Regions from separate parts of the Sus scrofa genome. Here region 1 is linked to region 2. The links are chromatin contacts, called in public HiChIP or PLAC-seq maps. All regions are on one chromosome and are shown on one strand. The core of a region is the stretch at or near the end of the contact, and the rest is flanking DNA. Distances in the headings are between cores, read along the strand shown. Region 1 holds the start of BCDIN3D (pre-miRNA 5'-monophosphate methyltransferase). Region 2 holds the start of TROAP (tastin).

Region 1 (7,181 bases), core at 2,703-5,202, 460 kb after region 2:
CCACCCTCTTCTGAGACTTATTCTACTTTTACATCCACTGCTCTCAAAAGTCACTGCTGAACTCCTTCTAGCCAAATCCAATTTGTGATTTTCATCATCTTACCACCGCTTTGACTTGTAAGCAAGTAACTATCTCCTTTCTCTAACTCTGACTTCTATAGTCATAACTAATGCAAATTTGTGTCCTAATGTTTTTTCAAGGCATTTTTCTATTCACTACCTCATTTCCTCTGTGCAACAATCCTGTGAGAAATATATTTATACTCCTTGTGCAGGTGAATAAAGTGTGGGTGGAAACAACCCAGATGTCCAATAATAGTAGCACAAATTAAGACAGAATACCAGATAGCAATTAAAAATGAAGGAATTCAGCTCAGTGCAGCAACATGAATGACTCACACAAATACGTAATGCTGAGTAAAAAAGCAAGACACAAAAGAAAATACATGGCAAGCTTCCATTTATATAAAGTTCAAAAATGGACAAATTTTTTAAAACAACATTGTTTACGGATACAAAAATAGTAAGCTATAAAAAAAGGCAAGGAAACAGGAGTTCCCGTCGTGGCTCAGTGGTTAACGAATCCGACTAAGAACCATGAGGTTGCGGGTTCAATCCCTGACCTTGCTCAGTGGTTAAGGATTCGGAGTTGCGGTGAGCTGTGGCATAGGTTGCAGACGTGGCTCGGATCTCGAGTTGCTGTGGCTCTGTGTAGGCTTGGCAGCTACAGCTCCAATTAGACCCCTAGCCTGGGAACCTCCATATGCCATGGGTGCAGCCCTAGAAAAGGCAAAAAGACAAAAAGTAAAATAAATAAATAAATAAATAAAGCAAGGAAACAATAATAATAAAAGTTGGGCTAGTTACCACCTCTGGGTGCAGAGAGGAGTTTATGAGCAGGAAAAGGCATATGGGAGACTTCTTTGGGTGCTGACAATGTTTTAATCTTGATCCAGACAGTAGCATAAACGGGTCTGGTTCATAATAATCCATAAGGTGTGAATTTGTGTTTTGTGCACTTTTAAGTGTGGCGCAATTCACCAAAAAACCCTATATCTCAAAAATTATGGTTCAGAGGCTAGTCACCCGTCCAATGTCACATGGTTAATACATGGCAAGATTGAGTCTGCATTTAGGTTCCGTTCTCCATACCAGGCTTCTCAGACTTTAACAGGCATACACATCACCTAGGGATCTGATTAAGTCTCCTTCCTCCTATCTGATGGGTCCCTCCTCCATCACATCTCTTCATCCTCAATTCCCCAATCCCAGAGTCCCCTGGAAGCTTAAAAAGGAAGCACAGACTCAAGGGCTCAATCCCCCAAGATCCTGATTCACTAGATCTAGAGTGGGGCCTAGGAGTTTTAAAAATTTAAACAGAGCACTTCCCAAATTACTGCACAATAATCATCTACACAATTATTATGAAGCTGCTAAAAAAAGAATGCAGGAGCTCCTCTGTGGCTCAGTGGGTTAAGGACCTGGTGTTACCACTGCAGCAGCTTGGGTTGCTGCTGTGGTGTGGATTCGATCCCTGGCCTGGGAACTTCCACATGCCATGGATGTGGCCAAAAAAAAAAAAAAAAAGAACATAATGATATGAGTGATCTCCAAATTATTAAGTGAAAAGCAAGGTGCAAAACAGTGTGCTACCATTTGTAAAACTAGAAGAGGTAGCATATTTATATTTATATATACATAAATGCTTGTGTACACATAGGATGTACTCCCAAGAAATTATTTTGTCATTGTGTAGGGGATTAGGAGGATTCAGAGTCAAGGATAGAGACTTGCTTTTTACTATAAGCCCCTTTGCATTTTGAATCCCCCCCCCTTTTTTGTTTTATCAAGTACAAGCATGTTTCTTAAGTGCAAAATAAAAAATTCCCTATGGAGTTCCCGTCGTGGCGCAGTGGTTAACGAATCCGACTAGGAACCATGAGGTTGCGGGTTCGGTCCCTGCCCTTGCTCAGTGGGTTAACGATCCGGCGTTGCTGTGAGCTGTGGTGTAGGTTGCAGACGCGGCTCGGATCCCTCGTTGCTGTGGCTCTGGCGTAGGCCGGTGGCTACAGCTCCGATTCAACCCCTAGCCTGGGAACCTCCATATGCCGCGGGAGCGGCCCAAAGAAATAGCAACAACAACAACAACAAAAAGACAAAAGACAAAAAAAAAAAAAAAAAAAAAAAAAAAAAAAAAATTCCCTAAATGTACAGCCAGGTTAGGGAACCACTGCCCTTTTTAACTGCAACTATGTCCTTGCCCCTAAGGTGCATTAATACCACTTTCAAAATCTCTCTCGGTTTCCTACTGCCTTTCATGAAATCCCAAGTCTTGGAGTTCTCTTGTGGCACAGTCAGTTAAGGATGTGGCATTGTCACTGTAGTGGCTTGGGTTGCTGCTGTGGCACAGCTTCCATCCCTGGTCCCAAAACATCAGCATGAAGCAAGGGTGGGGGGGGGAAATAAACCCCAAAATAAAGTCTTAAATGCGGTCTCTCTTTTCCTTTGCTTCCTCCCTTTGGTATCTGTATCAATCACAGCAAGGAAATGTTTGCAAGGGATAGACAGATACCCACCCACCGGTTCACTCCAGTTTTTAGCCTAAATGTCCTCCTTCCATTTACCAGCTGTGCCCCTATAGCCCTCAACTCCATACCAAAGTCTCTTCCGCCTAAGGCCAGCAACACAGTAAAATTTTCCTCACCTTATCCGACTCCTAGCCTGGAATGGAGTGATGGTACTAACTTATGAAGCATTTGTAATCACAGGGTCAGAAGGACTGCTCCTCTAGAATATCCTAGTGGCTACAAATAGGTGTCAGAGTGACATTTCCCTGTTTTACTTGTGGACTGACTATAATTATTGTATGCCTAAGAATACTTTGTGGTAAGAAAACGTGGCAATGCCTTCCTCTGGCAGGATGCTTTATTTTCTTTCTTAATGTCACTTCTATACTCAGCCAACTCACTGCTTTTAAAATAAATATCCTCTTGGCTCCAGGGTCCATTCTGCATTGTGTTTCATTCGTGATTTTTTTTTTTCCCCCTTTTTGGTCGTGCCCAAGGCATGTGGAACTTCCCGGGCCAGGGGTCGAACCCGCGCCACAGCAGCGACCCAAACCACAGCAGTGACATCAGCGGATCCTTAACCTGCTGCTCCACAAGGGAATTCTCACACGAATCTTAATTCCAGGTATGATTCTGTCACCCCTCAGTAAACCAATCCCAACTCCATGCTCCAAACGTGAGTGTCGGGAAGCGCCCTCTCCCCCAGCCTGATTGCCAGCCACGCTGGACAGGAGGCAAGCGCCAGAAGCCCAGACACGTGGCCCTTTCCACCCGCGGTTTGGCACGGCGTCTGGGGCGCAGGAATTAGGAACCAAAGTTGAAAATGATTCCTCCCCACGAGTCCTAAAAGAGATGGTGCTGGGATCCTGGAGGTCAGATAGCAGCAGCACGGGGTCGAACGCTATGCCTTTAAAAACTTATTTTGTGAAAGTTGTGACGGATGTGATGCCACGCCCAGGCCAGAACCCCAGTGGACGTGAGGCCGCCAACCTCTAGGCTCAGCCGACGTCCGATCCCTCCCCTGTCACTCACCCCGGAGTTACAACCCACGTCGAGCCCCAGGATCGGCCTTGTCTCGGGACTCTGAGGGAAGAGTCGGCGAAGCAGCTCTGGGGGAAGGAGGCGGAGCCGTTGCTCTGGAGGGTGGAAGCGGGAATAATGAGGGAAATTTCCGAATGGGGCGGCCCCGGGTTCTAGAACTCGTGGTTCCTCTTCTGCCGTAGCCTCGTCAACGCTCCCGGTAGCCTGCTTCCTGGACGCCGCCATGAGTCTCAGTCTGACCTCTGGGTCCCCGCGGAACCGGAAGTCGGGAACCTACGGGCGGGGCGAGCGCCGTCTTGGCTCCAGTGCGCGTGCGCTGAATGACAAAGGCTGGCGGGTAAAACGGTGGCCTACCCTGAACGAGGGCGGAAGCTTGGTGTTGGCGTTCCCTTGTGGGACCCTGGCTGTAACTAGGAGGTGGTTAGTAATATCCTTCCATTTTTCTGGTCGGACAAGCACAGAGAGGTTGAGTTGCTCAGGCTGACATTGTTTCAACTTGGGCTACCCAGAACAAGGAGTTTGTTGGGATTTGGAAATCAGTTTTGGTTCAGCTTCCTTCCTTTACAAATGCATAAAGTCAAAGCTAGAGAGTAGCAATTACTCGTCCAGGGTCACACGGTGAGTCTCTGACACAGGAACTTGCTCCCAGTTCATCCTGTGATTCCAGGAAACGGTAGCCAGGAACTACGGTCATTCCAGGTACCACAGGTGCCCCTATCCACCTGTCCCACGTGACAGTCAGGGCCCAGAAGACCCACATGGCCCTGACTGTCACGTGGGACAGGTGGATAGGGGCACCTGTGGACTGTGAGCTCTTGAGAGGCATGGACTGTACCTTAAGAGCCAGCACTTACAAATGTTTACCCGGCGCCAGACACTTTTCTAAGCCCTTTACATGCATTAATTTTCACACCAACCCTTGTGAAGAAAGGACCATACTTAATATCACCTTTATATTGTTAAGGACTTTGGGGCTCAATGAAGTTAGTAATTTGCTCAAGGTGACACAGTTAGAAATGATAGTACCAGGATTTGAACCCAGGCACTTTGACTCCACAGGATGTACCTTTGCTCTTATCAGCCTTGAAAATATGGTAGCCTATGCCTACCTTAATGCCTGGCCCAAAGAGACTTGATAAATATTTGTTGAAGGAAGACTCCATAACAAATGGGTATTGGGAAATTGGATATTCATATGCAAAAGAATGAAAAGGGACCCTTACACAAAAATCAACTCAAAATGGATTAAGCACTTAAGACCTGAAACTGTATAACTCCTAGAAAAAAATCATAGGGGAAAGGCTTCAGGACTGATCTTGGCAGTGATTTCCTGGATATGATGCCAAAAGCACAAACAAAAGCAAAAATAGACAAGTGCAACTGTGTCACACTACAAAGTCAAAACTATACAGCAATAGAAACCATTGATACAGTAAAAAGACAGCCTATGGAATGGGAGAAAATATTTGCAAGCCATGTATCCGATAAGGGATTGATTTCCAAAAAAATATAAGGAATTCCTATGACTCAAAAGCAAAAAAAAAAAAAAAAAAAAAAAACCCTAATAATTTGATTTTTTAAATGGGCAGAGGACTTGGATAGACATTTTTCTAAAAGAAGACACACATGACCAACAGGTATATGAAAAGATGCTCAGTGTCACTAATCATCAGGGAAATGCAAATCAAAGCCACAGTGAGATATCACTTCACACTTGTTAGAATGGCTATTATGAAAACAAAACCAAAAGACCAGAGGTGTTGACAAGGATGTGGAGAAAGTGTAAAGCTGGTACATTGTTGATAGAAATGTGAAATGGTACAGCCTCTATGCAAACAGTATGGATGTGCCTCAAAAAGTTAAAAATAGAACTACTGCATGATCCAGCAATCCCGTTTCTGGGTAATTATCCAGAAGAATTGAAATCAGAATCTCAGATGTTAGCACTCACATATCTGTTGTGACACTATTCCCAATAGCCGAGATGTGGAAGTGACTTAAATGTCCATCTGCAGATGAGTAGATAAAAGAAATGTGGTACATACATACAATGAAGTATTATTCATCTTAAGGAAATCCTGCCATATGTGACAAAGTGGATGAACCTTGAGGACATTATGCTAATTAAATAAGCCAGTCATGGAAGGATAGTTACTGCATGATTTCCCTTATATAAGGTAGCTAAAATAGTCAAACGCATAGAAGCAAAGAATAGAATGGTAGTTGCCAGGGGCTGGGGTGAGGGGCAGGTGGAGTTGCTAGTCAACCGGTATAAATTTTCACTTATGCAAGATGAGTAAGTTCTAGAGATCTGCTGTACAACATTGTGTCTATAGATAACCGTACTGTACTGGACACTTAAAACCTGTTAAGAAAGATCTATATTAAGTGTTCTTGCCGCAGTGAAATAAAGTTTAAAAAAAAAAAAAAAAAAAAAAGCACCCAAATGCCATTGTGGAGGCAAGTAGGCAACTAAAGCCAGGTCTGTTTTGAGAAAACTAAAAAGGAAAAAAGAAAAGAACTGAACTGAAACAGACCTTGTGGAAAGGAGCTAGGCAAAATGTGGGCAGAGCTAGAGATGAGAAAAAAACAGAGCTAGTAAGAGAGAAACTGGGGGTGGGGGCAGGGCATCAGCCTAGGTCGAAGGTTCTAGTCAGCAGCCAGGATAGCCCAGAACAGCCAACAGATTCAGCCAGGGGTCTGCAGAGTTGTGCTAACCTCTACCCACCTGAATGACCACCTTAAAGGGGTGTCCAGCTTCATGAGGCCAGCGATTTGCTCAACTTCTTCCAAGGCTTGAAGCACAACTTCAGGTTGTGCCATCAGAGGGTTAAAATAGGCTTATCTCTTTTTCTCTCAGTATTTACTTCATACTTTCATCTGTCTCTGATCTATTAGAGGGGACATAAGTTAATGGCCAAAAGTCCCAGCCAAAATGAGTTAATCATGATATCCTGCACAGTTTCTAGAAAAAGAGGGTGTGCAGGGGACAGCAACACCACTATTTCCCCAGTGTTTGACAGATTTTGGTGACCTGAGCTTACCCTTTTTTGTCACTAGATGATGCTAGCACAAACACTCGACAACCCTTAATTTTCTTTCTTTTTTTTTTTTCCTTCTTTTTAGGGCTGCAACTGCAGCATATGGAAGTTCCCAGGCTGGGGGTTGAATCAGAGCTAACAGCTGCCAGCCTACGCCACAGCCATGGCAACGCAGGATCCCAGCCTCGTCTTTGACCTGCACCACAGCTCACCCCAACACTGGATCCTTTAACCCACTGAGTGAGGCCAGGGATTGAACCTGAATCCTCATGGATACTAGTCAGGTTCATAACCCACTGAGCCACATGTCGGGAACTCCAATCCTTAATTTTCAAAGACCAGGAATCACCTTGCTTTTGTAAATACTTTTCTGTTTGTCTGTTTAAACACAGTCTATATAACGTTTTGCCAGTAAAGAGTTTAATTTCATTAAGGACATGGGCATGATTTTGGACTTCTCAAAACACTGTTCACCTAAAAAGAAATAGACAACAATCCTAGGTAATGAATGGCAGGCTCCTCCTGATCCTGA
Region 2 (6,327 bases), core at 415-2,914:
CGCAAGGCATTGAAAATATATTGTAAGCCAAAAATAAAAGGTCACCACCTTCATGGAGGTCTAGCAGGAGATACCAAGTTTAATGCACACAGTATATTATGTTCACATTGATACAATTACAACTGAGATACATGCTCTGAAGAAACATTGTTCCTTGAGAACATGCAACTAAGGAATCTTTTTTTCAGAGGGTGGGCTGTGAGTAGAAGGGTTCAAGGAAGGCCTCTATAACAAAGTAACAGTGAACATCATTTTGGAAGCATGAATAGGCAAAGTGGAAGCAAAAATAGTATTCTAGACAGAGACTAGAAGGCACATGAGAAAGTTGAGGAATTGGGAGAGGCAATGGAGTAGGAAGGCAGAGAACCAGGGGGAATGTGGTGGAAGATGGGGAGCTTGAGTGGTAACATGACCAGATTGGCATTTTGGACAGCGTCCTCTAGCTGCTATAAGGTGAAAAGGATTAAGGTGGGGAGCAAGAGAGAATGGAGGGGTTTGCAATCCTCTAGGTGAGATTGAGGGGAGGTAATGGAGAGGAAGAAAGTAAATGAACTCCAAAGATAATTAAAAAGTAAAATTAATAAGAGTGAAGGAGAGACTGGAAGGGGAGGGGAAGAATTCAAGAATAACTTCTAGGCTCCCCGCTTGTGTGACGGGAACCACTGGTCAGAGTAAGAATCTACCAGAGTCCGGTGCACTCCTTCCCCATTTCTTATCTTCCATTGGAGGTTAACCCCTTCCATTCTAACCAGGGTGTTCTAGGTTCCCTCATTTTCACACCCCTACCTGCCAATAACAGGCAGGTGACACAGGGCTCCTCAGTCCCCAAGGCTTGTAGTGTTGAGTGAGTTCCATTGACACTGTTTTGAGCCTCGGGTCGTATCTGTGAAATGGAGACCACATCTCACAATTCGTAAAACTTGAGTGAAAAAACGGTCGTTTCTAAGTTCCTGTGTGGCTCAGCGTTAAGGAACCCGTCTAGTATTCATGAGAACATGGTTAGACCCCTGGCCCCGCTCAGTGGGTTATAGATCCGTCCTTTCCACGAGCTGCGGTGTAGGTTGCAGAAGTGGTTCGGATCTGGAGTTGTTGTGCCTGTGGCGTAGTATGGCAGATGCAGCTGTAGCTCCATTCAACCTCCAGCCTGAGAACTTCCATACGCCGTGGGTGCGGCCCTAAACCGCTCCCCCAAAAAGAATGTTTAATTTTTATTAGTTTGCTCTCTAGCCCTCTACGCCCATTTGGAAGCAGCTCCTTGCCCAGGCACAACGTTCAGCCATTTCCCCAAAGCCCAACACGGAACCCTGATGAGAGTAGGATTAGGGGCCTCGGCCAGTCCCCAACATCACTAAATCGCCACATTCAGGAGGCCAGCCCTTCCCACAATGCCACGAGACTGGCCCTCGCTGCACCAGTCCCGAAATCTCGCGATAGTACAACGGCGCCCGTTATCTTCCAAACTCGGAGCTCCACGCCTTCCCCGGCCTCAGAACTGTCTCCTCCTTCCTCTTTCCCCGCCTTCGGTCCCGCGCTCCGCTCTCAGATTGGCTGGTTAAGTCGGGTCAGTTTTTTTTCCTGGCCAGAAAGCGGCTCGACAACTAGTCCTTCTTTTGGCCCCGCCTCTGAAGCTTGGCGATTGGACAACTAAGACATGCGTCAAATGCCTCCGCGGGAGCACGGAGAAGCCAATCAGGAGCTTGGCGTATTTTACAAATTGGGGAAGTACCTGCTGCAAAAGCAGAGAGAGTCCGGGGAAAAAGCCGAGAAAGTGGGGGCGACCCTGAAAGGTTCCGAACGAGGTGCGGTACCGGGATCTTGGAAGAGATAAAAGCTTCGGGGAAACATAGAGAGGAGAGGCAGCTTGGGGTCGTAGAGCGAAAGAATAGGCTCAGAGTGTCAGGGGGTGACACCCAGAAAAGCGCCCTTGCAGGAGCCAGGTTTTCTGGGCGCATGGATTTGGGCGGAGGTGGGAATATCAGGGATGTCAGGTACTAACTCCTGAACTGGCTGACCTTCGATCCCCGGTCCTGCTTTCTTCTCCATCTTAGCTGTAGCCGTCATGACCACCCTCCAAGCCACTAAGGATCCTCTCCTCCGGGGTGTATCTCCCACCCCTAGTAAGATTCCTGTTCGCTCCCAGAGACGCCCGCCTCTCCCCACAGTCAAACCCTACGCCCTGGGCCAGGAAAACCAAGATCCAAGGGTAAGGGGACCGGGGGCGGGTGGGGGGGGGTTGGCGGGTGAAGGCAGCAGCTACAACGAGGCAGCACACACCAGCAATGCACCCCAAAGCTGAGATCCAGCTTTTTCTCTTCCCCTCCCCCAGAGATTGGTGCAGAAGGTCAGTATTCAGCGTCCCCTCGTTGACTCAGCAGGCCCCAGGCCAAAAGCCACTCGTCAAACAGATCCATCAGAGAAACTGGTAGGGAGCACTCAGCTCCGGAACCCTTTGAAGGAGCTCAGGCCTAGCCCTGGGGGACAAAATGTGGACCCTAGGCCCCCAACCCAGACAGGTACTTGTTGGAGGCTTGAAAACAGTCTCCTTGACTGGGTGGGAGAATGGGTTGAGCGCGGTGTGGTTTGCGGGCTTTGCACCCCCCGGGTCTCCCGCTTACTCTAATTCCTAGTCCTTCCTCCTGGAAAGCTCTCTGCTCTTGGATGTCCTTTCCTTCCTTCAGCAAACTCTCATCTCTTCTAAAGCCTTTTCCAGCTCTCCCAGTCACAATCAATCAATTCCTCTGTGGTTCTAATGCTTTGCTGTACGTCTTTTATTTTTATTTATTTATTTATTTTTGTCTTTTCGTCTTTTCTAGGGCGGCACCCGTGGCATATGGAGGTTCCCAGGCTAGGGGTCGAATCGGAGCTGTAGCCACCAGCCTACGCCAGAGCCACAGCAACATGGGATACAAGCCAGGTCTGCGACCTGCACCACAGCTCACAGCAACGCTGGATCCTTAACCCACTGAGCAAGGCCAGGGAGCAAATCCGCAACCTCATGGTTCCTAGTCGGATTCGTTAACCACTGCGCCACAACGGAACTCCTGTGCTTCTTTTATAACCTGTCCGTACTTTGGCTTGGGTCTGTTACCTCTCTAGTTTGATGATGGCTTGTTGAGGATGGGGGTTTGTCTTCGTCATCTCTAGGCACTGGTGCCTGGAATAGTGTCTAACACAGAGTAAAGTTCTGTGAATATTTGCTGAGCTGAGCTCAATTATATGTGAGCCTCTCGGCTCACTCTGGCATCCCCAGGTGGCCATGCGGGGCTCCCTGCCCCCTCAGCCTTCCCTCTTCCTGTTCCTCCTCACCTTTCTCTCTCCTCTTCCCTTGCAGAGGCTTCAGGGACTGTAGAGTTTGTGGCTGACCCTGCAGCCTTGGCCACCATCCTATCAGGTGAGGGGGTGAAGAGCTGTCGTCTGGGGCGTCAGCCCAGTCTGGCTCAGAGAGTACTGGTTCGAGGGAGCCAGGGAGGCACCATCCGGAGGGGCCAGGTAAGGAGCCAGGGGGCTAGGAGGCAATGAGGCTGGGGTAGGCTGAGGAAGGAAGGAAGGAATCCTAAGCCTGTGCTGATAGCCTCTTTGGGGGCCTAGGATGCACGGGCCTCTGCATATTTGGCCCCCAGAACTCCAATCCACCGGCTGGACCCAGCCAGGGCTTCCTGCTTCTCAAGGTTGGAGGGACCAGGACCTCGTGGCCGGACCTTGTGTCCCCAGAGACTAGAGGCTCTGGTGAGTGCCCTCGAAGGGCTGATACTTAGTGCTTCTGGGAACTCCTTCCAGGACAAAGCTGGACCTTGGGAGGGAAGGTACCTTGCAACAAGCCAGAGGCGGTGTGTGGAGGCAGATGGGGTTGGTGGTGAGGCCGAAGGTTTGGGGTCTGCCTCTGGCTCTGCCTTTTCTCTTGCTCTTATGGCTCAGATCCCTCCTTCAGGACCTCCCTCTCACCTCTCCACTCGTCCCCGCTTCCAGGAGCTAAGAAGAGAGACAGGTGGCGGCCTCAGGTGAGAAGGAGAGGGTCATTTGGAAAAGAATGATCTGATGTCTGATGGAGGGGGAGTCCCTCAGAGTGGGGCCTTCCCCCCAACCCAGAGAGAAGGGGAGACACCTGTGACCGCCCAAGATGAGCCCTTGGAATAAGTTTCAGGCCTCCTTAGGCAGGCCTCTGTATGACATGAGTTTCTTTGGGTTATGGACGGAGGAAGGGGACAGAAATCAGAGGTGCTGTCTCTCTTGTTTAGTGGCCAGAGCATAGGCTGTGGCACTAAATGGGACTTGGGTTTGATTCCTGACTCCTAGCGCTTACAGACTGTGCAAGCTTGCCTTTAATCTGTCCAGTGAGGCTCATGTCTGTACCATCACTTGAGGTTTCATGAGAATTACATGAGGTGATGTTTGTGAAGCATTTAGCACAGTGCCCAGCTCCTAGTTGGTACTCAGTGACGGCTAGCTGCTGTCCTTATTGTCAGCAGGACTTCGGTGAGCCAGGCCTCAGGATTGCTTGCGAAGACCCCTGTCCAGCCTGGTGAGTGCACCCGGCGATGGGAGAGAACAGGGGCGGGCAGGCTGCTCATAGGGAGCAAAATGAGAAAAAGCTCGGCAGGCCGGGAGGAAGGCCAGATCGGGAGTCAAGAAGAAGGGACGTTCTTGATAGGCCTGAGGTTGACCCAGCTGCTCTTGTGTCAGAGGAGGTGGCCCCTAGTTCTGCCCTCTCTCCGCCACTTCCTGCAAGATGTACCTCCCACTCATTGTTCTGTCCCGGCCCCTAAGAGCCATCACGACACCCCTAGCCCACTCAGGGTGTTCAGGTTAATGAGTGATTGCTGACACAGTGCTGGGCTCCAAGGGGATGCTCGGTGGGTCCCCACCCCTCATGGTGCAGCGGGGGCTGTCCAACTAGGATATCCTCTTTGGAGGGTGCAAAGCCTTGTTCTAGAATCCGATGTGTTCCAAAAACTCCAGCCAATTTCCTGTCCCCTCCTAGCTTCCTCTCTCCCTGAAGGAGAACACGAAATTGTCACTCACTCAGATGAAGGAGGAGGGGGCCCCCTTGGTCTGGCCCAGCGAGTACCATTAAAAGAAACCCGAGTACCATTAAAAGAAACCCGAGAGATACCCCATACCAAGGTGAGAGGGGGACCCCCTGGGGTGGGGGGAGGGGGCAGAGGAGATGCACGGGGAAATCCCCCAGCTGCGGGGCGCTGAGGATTGTGGGTGGAGCCAGGCAGTCCCCGCCTGGGCCTCAGCATGTGCGCTGGGTCCTGCTTTGCCCCAGATGGACCCCAGTCCTCTCCATAGTGGGACTGGCCTCTGTTGACCAGATGTCTGGGGGGCCTGGGAGTGAGAGGTCACAGCAGTCTGCAGTGTATTTATATCAGCCTCGGATCAGTGCTGAGAAGGAGACGGATCTGATACTTGACAGTCAGAAGCGTTCACTCCTTCACCCCACAAGGGTTTACAGACCAACTAATGCATTCCAAGCAATGTTTTAGGTTCTGAATATACAGCAGGAAATAAATTCACATTCTATGTCGGTTGGTGATAAGTTATCTGTTTATTTATTTGCTTTTTCAGGGCTGCACCCACTGCATATGGAGGTTCCCAGGCTAAGGGTCTAATCGAAGCTACAGCTGCCGGCCTATACCACAGCCCCAGCAACACCAGATCCGGGCCACATCTGTGACCTACACCAAGGCTCACAACACTGGATCCTTAACCCACTGATCGAGGCCAGGGATTGAAGCCGCAACCTCATGATTCCTAGTCGGATTCATTTCCACTGTGCCACGACGGGAACTCCCAAGTTATCTGTTTTTTTTTTTTTTTTTTTTTTTTTAAAGTAAGGCACTGAAGGGGATGGAGAAGGGGGAGGCGGTGGTTGGTCCTGCTATTTCAGATGACTGGTCGGTGCACGCTCCCTGAGGACGGGCGGCTAAGTCAAGAGCAGAGAGGTTTGAGGGCGTAAGCCTTGCAGATATCGGGGGGAGAATGTTCCAAGCCCCGGAGAACTGCAGGTGCAGAGAGGGAATGGGCCTGGTGCATTTAAGGATCAGCCAACTAGTGAGGCTGAAGCCTAGTAGGAAGGACAGGAAGTGAAGCCAGAGGATCCGGTCAGAGCAATCGGGATCAGGTGGGGTAAGGATTTAAAGGCCAATGTAAGACCTCGGCTTTTGCGTGGAATGAGTGGAAAGCCATGGGATTGAACAGGGGAGTGCTATGATTTGATTAGCTCTTAAAGAAGTCACACTGGCTGCTGGAGTGAGAACAAGACAGCAATGCCAAGCAGGAGGAATCATTCTTTCACCTTGTTCTCCACAGGACGGCCGTGACTCC

The links. HiChIP or PLAC-seq counts read pairs in DNA pulled down with a chosen protein or histone mark.
Region 1: a contact with region 2 is called in an H3K27ac HiChIP or PLAC-seq map of alveolar macrophages. The contact joins the promoter of BCDIN3D here to the promoter of TROAP in region 2. A contact is called at or near these places in 1 of 5 promoter capture datasets (liver) and 1 of 2 datasets of contacts at active chromatin or transcription factors (alveolar macrophages).

Annotation. Positions count from the first base shown.
Region 1 is chr5:15,757,693-15,764,873 of Sscrofa11.1, forward strand. It overlaps BCDIN3D (pre-miRNA 5'-monophosphate methyltransferase), which reads right to left and starts at 3,953. Exons shown (of 2, transcript XM_005663848.3): 1 at 3,600-3,953. The coding sequence starts at 3,833. NCKAP5L (nck-associated protein 5-like) reads right to left here and starts at 3,709. Exons shown (of 14, transcript XM_013997563.2): 1 at 3,600-3,709. It overlaps LOC102167177 (a long non-coding RNA gene), which reads left to right and starts at 3,927. Exons shown (of 4, transcript XR_002343941.1): 1 at 3,927-4,028.
Region 2 is chr5:15,299,024-15,305,350 of Sscrofa11.1, forward strand. TROAP (tastin) reads left to right here and starts at 1,665. Exons shown (of 14, transcript XM_013988255.2): 1 at 1,665-1,799; 2 at 2,049-2,203; 3 at 2,327-2,513; 4 at 3,332-3,489; 5 at 3,589-3,998; 6 at 4,467-4,519; 7 at 4,979-5,121; 8 at 6,313-6,327. The coding sequence starts at 2,060.